Regions from separate parts of the Mus musculus genome. Here region 2 is linked to region 1. A link is a contact called in public HiChIP or PLAC-seq data. All regions are on one chromosome and are shown on one strand. The core of a region is the stretch at or near the end of the contact, and the rest is flanking DNA. Distances in the headings are between cores, read along the strand shown. Region 1 has its middle 9.8 kb from the start of Gm36600. Region 2 has its middle 16 kb from the start of Errfi1.

Region 1 (3,587 bases), core at 183-2,682:
AGGCTTGGTGGCAAATGCCTTTACTCACTGAGCACGATGTTATCTGATTAGGGCTATTGAGTTCTTTAGGGCAAGTTTGATCTTTGCCATCAGGGTATTTAGTTTTTTTCTCCTTTGTGTGTGTGTGTGTGTGTGTGTGTGTGTGTGTGTATCCTCTAAAAGTCTCCAGAATTCCAATGTCACACAATTGCAGAAAGTATCTGCAGTTGAAAAATCTCATCCCTCCTAAAGCACAGGGGGAGTCGTAGTCTGGAGCAGCCCCGTATCCCACACCAGAGATTAAAATGACAAGACATTCATATAATATTTCTGTGTTTTTAAAAGAAACCAAAGCCGGGTATGGTGGCACACGCCTTTAATCCCAGCACTCGGGAGGCAGAGGCAGGCAGATTTCTGAGTTCGAGGCCAGCCTGGTCTACAGAGTGAGTTCCAGGACAGCCAGGGCTACACAGAGAAACCCTGTCTCGAAAAACAAACAAACAAACAAACAAACAAACAACAACAACAACAAAAAACTCTAAAAGAAACCAAAATTCCAACATTCTCACTATACACTCCCTTCCTTCCTTCCTTCCTTCCTTCCTTCCTTCCTTCCTTCTTTCCTTCCTTCCTTCCTTCCTTTCTTCCTTCTTCCTCCTCCTTCTTTGAAATCCAGCTGTGACATCTTCAATGAGGGGTCCAGGCTTTGTCATTTATCTGCTGTGAGCTGCATCTTCCTCCACTTTTGCCTCCTTTTTACTCTTCTTCCTCTCTATGCTTCTTTCCCATTCCTCCTCTTCCACACTTGCCCTCCTCCCTACTCACCCTCTTCCTTACTCACCCTTCTTCCCACTCACCCTCCTCCCTACTCCTCCTCTTCCACACTTGCCCTCCTCCCTACTCACCCTCCTCCCCACTTACCCTCCTCCCCACTCATCCTCTTCCTCACTTGTCCTCATCCCATCCTCCTCCCCACTCCTCCTCCTCCCTACTCTTCCTACTTTTCCTCCTCCCTACTCCTCTTCCTTCTCACTCCTCCTCCTCCCCCCTCCCCCTATCCCTACCACCAGTTCCAGCCCTGCTAGTTCTGCCCACACACACTTCCTAAGTCACCTCCCCCGCCCATCACTCCTGCCCGGTCACCCCACCCTGTCACATTTCCGGACAACTCATCAACTCCCAACTTCACAGCTTCTACCTCAGCCGTGGATCTGCAAACATAGCTCTCGTTGACCTTGGGAAACTCCAATGGCCCTGCTGGACCCCAGACCCCAGATGAAGTCCAGTCTCTCCATTTTTGGCTTCTCTAGCCTAGATCCCAACACGACCAAGCCCTCCAATCCAGCTACGGGACCTGTAGTCTATTCCTGAGGCAGCTTCAGTGCCCCAGCCTTCTGCTGGGCAAGACTGCCCCATCCCAGCCAGACCATCAAGAGCACCGGGCCAAACCTCAAGGTTCACTTAAGCCGGAAGGCGTGTAACTGACAGACACTGAGTGAAGTTCTCTCTAGGAGGAGGGCTCTGAGGCAAGCTGCTTATAAGCATAGCCAGGATTCCTCACAATGCATTTAGACCACCCTGGGTCCTGATACTGCACCAGAGTTAGAGGACTCATGAGCTGGGGTAGGGTGTATGGCATTGCACTCTCTGGGGAATTTATTAATTAATTTGGAAAACACGGTATTTGTTTTGTTTAGAAACAGAGTCTCAAGTAGCCAGGCTGGCTCCAGACTTGCTTCTTACCTGAGGATGACCTTGAACCCTGATGAGCACTGGGATCACAGGTGTGCTAGTGATGCTGGGAACCGAACCCAGAGCTTCCCGTATGCTAGGCAAGCACTCTACCAACTATGGCACCACCCCTCAAACACAAGGTTTTAAAGAGGAGAAAGAAAGACCAGGCCTGCTCTGGGCAGGGAGCTGGTTACAGGGACAGGTCCAGGCCACCAGGGTACCACATGTATAGTACAGTGCCTGGGCAGCTGCCTGTAGTGCCCACTGGCAATCCCCTAACTGTCCCTGCCTGACATGTACCCAGCATGTGCCTGTCCTAAGCATCTCACCAGCCAGGCTCGGGTGGCAGCCACTCCCCGAGACCTATGGGTATGCCAGGACATCAGAGAGAGGGATAGTCCTCTTCTTTGAGGTCCGAGTTCCTGGCCCTGCCATTTTGCATTTTTTCATAACAGCAATTAATAATGACACTGTCTTTTCAAGTCAGGTGTGTGGGGATACAGGAGTCTGGGTAGGAAGAATTCCATGCCCACTGAGTCCCACCCTGTCCTCCTGAATCCTGCTCTGTGGGTCAGGCCCCTGTCTCACTCACCTAGGGCTATCACAGACCACCGAGATGGCCTATGGATAACCCACGGAAAAGAGAAAAGCCACAGAGGGCAGGAATTCCCCTTGCTCCGACTCTATAGCTCCAGGCTATCCTGAACTTTGGATCTCAGCATCCCCAAAGCTTTTTGGCTGCCCTGATCCACTGAGCTTTCCTGACGCCTATCTTGCACTTATCCACAATTGGGACGTGTCTTTCCTTCCTGAGGAATTTGTCCTTTAAAATCTCATTTCTTGAGTTGGCATGGGGGGGGGGGGGCATATCTGAAATCTAGCACTCAGGAGGCCGAGGAAGGATTGTCAGGAATTTGAGGCTATAATGAAAGAAACACTATGAGCGAAAGCAACCGAAGATTCTAGCCTGTGCAAGTTGACATAAAACTCGATATCACAGAGACTTCCTAAAGGTAGGCAATTTCCTCTGTCTTAGCCAGAGATGGTGGCACATGCCTGTGAGTCAGTCTCTTGGGAGGCAAGAAGATGGTAAGTTCAAGACCAGCCTGGACTACATAATGAGGTGTGTGTGTGTGTGTGTGTGTGTGTGTGTGTGTGTGTGTAGCCAGAGTCACTCCCACTTTCTCTCCTTGGAGAGTCCTCTACATTTGTGGGTCCGACTGTGAAGCCTCTCTATGGACCATGGATTGTGGTGCCTTTTGAAATCTCTCAATGTAAAGACTCCGGCTGCCCACGTTGTCCTCAGACACCAGGAGCCCTGAGCCCAGAGCCATCCTTTGCTAATTCCAGACTCCCGTCTTTCTGCTTGGCTGCATGGTGGCCCTTCCTGGGAAGGAGCAGTGCTTTTGAGACTGGACACGATTAAAACACAAAGTTTTTCTAGAAGCCCCCATGATCTAATTTCTACACCATTGCCAAAAAACCAAACCAAACCAAACCAAAAACCTTCTAAAAATATCACCCAACCCCTTGCTCTCCGTGCAAGGGATCCTCATCCTGGGTACCTTTCCACCCTGAGTTCTTCCTTTCTTTACCTTGAAGTTGCTTCTCTCGTCTCCTCTGTGCCGCTGCCTTCTGCCTTCTCCTTTGAGCTGCTTTGCCACCCTCTTTCCTGCTTGGCTTGGGGTTTCTCTTGTTTCTTGTCACTTCAGCTCCGGAGTCACAGACCTAGCTGTGAATCTTGTCCCGACCTCATCCCTGTGCTCCAGAAGCATGCTGAATGGAGGGGGGCTGTTCTGGTGGGCAGGGTGCTTTGCTGCAGGCTCTGTCCTCTACTTCCATCTGCACAGACAGAGCATCTCTGGGGACAGCAG
Region 2 (3,633 bases), core at 660-3,159, 180 kb after region 1:
ATGGTAGTACATGCCCATAAGCCCAGCACTTGGGAGGCAGAGGCTGGAGAATCAGGAGTTCAAGGTCATCTTTGGTTACACATGCATTCGGGGTTTTAGGCCACATGAATCCCTGTGAAAGAAAGAGGGGGGGTGGGGGAAGGAAAGGAAAGGAAAGGAAAGGAAAGGAAGAAAGGAGAGAAATTTTGTGGTAAAATCAAGCCTTTTGTTCTTACCTGCAACAACTAAGTAACCTTGGTCCCGTGCTTCTGTGGAAACCTTGAGGGTCAGGGCTGTGCAGTCCGTAGAAAGGAGCATTCACTGTACAGATTTCTTGGGCTTCAGGATTACTCTGGGCCCTTTGTGGCCTTTGCTGCTGTTTGTCTGGGACCTTACTCTCCACTGCCAGGCATCACAGAGGGCCCTGCACACTGCTGTCTGCTGGGCTGCTGTATCAGAGCTGGTGGCCCTGTGTGTCGGGTGTTAGATTTGGGAAGAAGAGAGTTTGTGGCGATGTGATTTGGAAGTGTTTAAAAGGTACTCGGTAGGCAACTGAAGGGCATCTGACCCCTGGAAATGATGGTCAGAGTTGGAGATAGCGATTTGGAAGGTGTGATAGCAGACGAAGGCAAGCCTGTGAGGCCAGGAAGCAGGAAGCAGCTGGGCACGTTCCAGAAGCTGAAGGCCACGGGCGAGTAGGCTGAGCAGTGGAAAAGGGCAGTGGGTGCAACTCAAAAGATCCTAAGTGGGAGAGGAACACGATGTGATTTGTTTTAGGAAAGATGACAGTAGCTGTTGTGTGGGGAACATTTCAGAGAAGTGAAATTAGCAGAAACACTAAAAGCTACAGGCCAGGGCCCAAAACTGGCACCAGAGTGAAGGGGGGGCGGGGGAGGGGATGGAGAGACACATGGCTTTCAGAGTTGTTAGGATGACAGGCTCCAGCCTGAAAGCAGTCTGCACCGCCCTTCTTCCAGAACGGCGGTGGCTCTTGCGAGCTGGAACCGCCTGTGTCCTTGTACTAGCACTGAGCATTGCCTGGTACAGGAAGCCATGGTACTTACATTAGTTCCAGCTTCATTTCCTTACCTGTTTCTGTGTTTTCCCTTGAACTTTTGCGATATACTTTTCATGGTTTTTTCTGGTCAAAGAACTGTCCTTGGCGCCCATGCTAATGGCACACTGCTAAAACACCCAGGAGCCACTTGCCCACCTATACCTCCCCAGCCGGCACACCAAGCAAGTTGAATTTTTTTTTTCCAACTTATATGTCTGGGAGTTTTGCCTGTGTATGTCTGTGCATTGCATGCATGCAGTACCTGGTGCCCACAGGCCCAAAGATGGCGTGGGATCATGGTTTCTGACAGCCATGAGCTGCTACATGGATGCTGGGAACTGAACTCTGGTTCTCAGGCAGAGCAGCCAGTATTCTTAACGACTAAGCCATCTTTACAGCCCTGTGTGATATCTTAGGTAATTATCAAAATGGGAAGTTGGTATCTGCACGATCCTTGTATAATGTTTTGTTTAGCTGCAAACTGATACTTGGTCATAAAAACTAGAAACTGATTTGGCCATTCTGTCAGGCATTTTGTAAAAAGCTAGTGGAACTTTTAAAAAGCTGTCGTGCAAAGCCATGCAGTGCTCATGGCACTTGATGAGATGGTCCTGATGCTGGCTGGCTCCAGAGTAGTCTCCGCTCTTGGCATAGCTGGAGGCTTGAGGTTCCATACCTGAAATGAGAAAAAGCCCAAAGACAAGAATGTACATTTTGAATTGAGCTCTAAAGCTCTGAGGTATTCTTGCCCTAATATAAGATTTCTTCAAACTAGAAATGGCTTGAGGACTTGTTTTCTTTGTAGTGTAGGTCATTTGACAGAATGTTCTGGCGCCTTTGCGCCCTTCGGTGTGAGTCATGCCATTCTTTTGAGGCTCTGAGGGGTGAAGGGGAAGAGAACAGAATTTGTCTACACTGTTGGCCTCACCTCTTGCTCCCTGTAACTACACAAACATGGTTCAGGCGTGCCTAGCGCTGCTTACTGTGAGGGTGTGAGCTTGCTCGCCTTCGTCTCACCTGTATGGATTCAACTTCAGGATACTTGTATCCGAGCCACGGGGAGTCTGCGGCTCCCGCACGTTTAAACAAGCTCCCCTTAGCTTTCAAGATGTCTACTTGGAATCTGAAGCAGCAAACATACTTGTGTATGTTTTTCTGTACCTGAGCTTACATCAGAGCAACCTTGTGACTCAGAAGTCACCGCCCCATGGCAGTAGTGGGGTTTTGGTAAGGAGTGGGGGGCTGGGGACAGATGGGAAGGAATGTACTTCAAGTACTAGTTGGCACCTGTCTTGGAGCTGCTGTCAGGCTAGAGGCTTAGCCAGCGTGCCTCTTGAATGCTGTCATCTCTCACCCTGTAAGTTCAGACACCCGGAACCCCAAGCACAAAAGCCTGTAGCAATTACCCACAGGGATCCGCGTATCTGCCCCCCCTCCCCCAAAATGGAGCTGCTTAGGAATGTGCACTGCATTCTCTTCACAGATCCAGGCAGCACCTTCATTCCTTAGTAAACATCTAAACCCAGGCCTCCCATGGGTTTCTTCACAGTCATGAGGGTTAGCCAGTGCCTTCCCTAGGGACAGCATGACTTGTCCGCTCCCCTCTTGTGAAAGGCAGAATGAGTCGTGTCATTCTGGCCTGCACCAAGCCTTCCTCTGGCCTAGCCATGGCACCGCCTCAGGCACAGCACACAGGAAGCTGTACTTTGTTATTCTGAATTCCTGGCTAGCCTCATGTTCTTGGATGAACCAGTGTCCTTGTACACAGTGTCTCTCCTCCCTCATTGATCAGGGTTCTTGGCTGAGCAGCTGACAGCTTCTGCAGCCGCCTGAGTAATGGAGCCCAGCTCTGTAGCAGGAGCACCCACGGTGGCCAGCACAGGACCAGACTTGCCTGTGTACTGCCTCAGCCCAGCCCAGAAGCCTCTAATTACACGTCTGCTGTGTGCAGGAGCCCAGGTGGCCTGGGCCCAAGCGGGGGTGGGGGGTGGGGTGGGGGAAGCACAGGTCTGCTGTCACTGAAGGACGGTGCAGAGGCCCCTAGAGCAGCAAGGTCCAGACACACATTCCAATTTCATCACACCCCTCTCTGAAACCACTGCCACACTATGTCATCTACCTACAGACCTGCCCATGTGCCCCAAGAAGAGTCAGAAACTGACCTGGCCCCGTAGGAAGCTAAGGGCGGTGTGTTTTCCTCCACACAATATGGCATTGTCTCAGGGGTGGCTCATGTGGCAGAGCTCTGGCCCATTTGACTTGCCTGCAGATGTCTCAGTGTGAACAGCTCACAGTTGTCGGGAACTTGCTGTCTGCCAAGCACCGGGCGCTCCAGATCCTGTGCAGTGGCCCTGGGACTGAAGAGACAGCCTTTCAAGGCAAGCACAAGGGGGTTGGGGGTAGGGGAGCGGTTCTGCTCATGAGGACCTGGGTTCTTCCTGTCGCCCTGGCCTGCACTGCTCCCAGCCAGTGCCAGCCAGCATACCATGAAAGTTGAGCTGCGGGCCACAGAGACAGCGTCAGCTGAACCTGTCAGGAAAACAAGACAGCAAACAGATCAGTTTGCGTTTTGTTTTTAAAGTCATTTTTTTTCCCTT

Evidence for each region. HiChIP or PLAC-seq counts read pairs in DNA pulled down with a chosen protein or histone mark.
Region 2: a FOXA1 HiChIP or PLAC-seq map of pancreatic cancer cells shows a contact between it and region 1. The contact joins two enhancer-like sites. A contact is called at or near these places in 1 of 39 promoter capture datasets (the C10 cell line), 3 of 15 datasets of contacts at CTCF or cohesin (CD8 T cells, the NIH/3T3 cell line and pro-B cells), 17 of 484 Hi-C or Micro-C datasets (the C2C12 cell line, CD4 T cells, the G1E-ER4 cell line and 12 more), 16 of 115 datasets of contacts at active chromatin or transcription factors (the NIH/3T3 cell line, bone marrow-derived macrophages, cardiomyocytes and 10 more) and 1 of 9 other capture datasets (embryonic stem cells).

What each region holds. Positions count from the first base shown.
Region 1 is chr4:150,693,504-150,697,090 of GRCm38.p6, forward strand. No RefSeq gene overlaps it. Among named protein-coding and RNA genes, the nearest start is that of Gm36600, 9.8 kb to the right of the region's middle. Within about 2 kb of position 1,433, at least 39 of the 459 cell types and tissues checked have an H3K27ac peak or open chromatin away from gene starts, as enhancers often do. A contact at or near this core is called in the C2C12 cell line, the NIH/3T3 cell line, muscle stem cells and 1 more, where this site is marked.
Region 2 is chr4:150,869,137-150,872,769 of GRCm38.p6, forward strand. No RefSeq gene overlaps it. Among named protein-coding and RNA genes, the nearest start is that of Errfi1, 16 kb to the left of the region's middle. Within about 2 kb of position 1,910, at least 189 of the 459 cell types and tissues checked have an H3K27ac peak or open chromatin away from gene starts, as enhancers often do. A contact at or near this core is called in the C2C12 cell line, the NIH/3T3 cell line, muscle stem cells and 1 more, where this site is marked.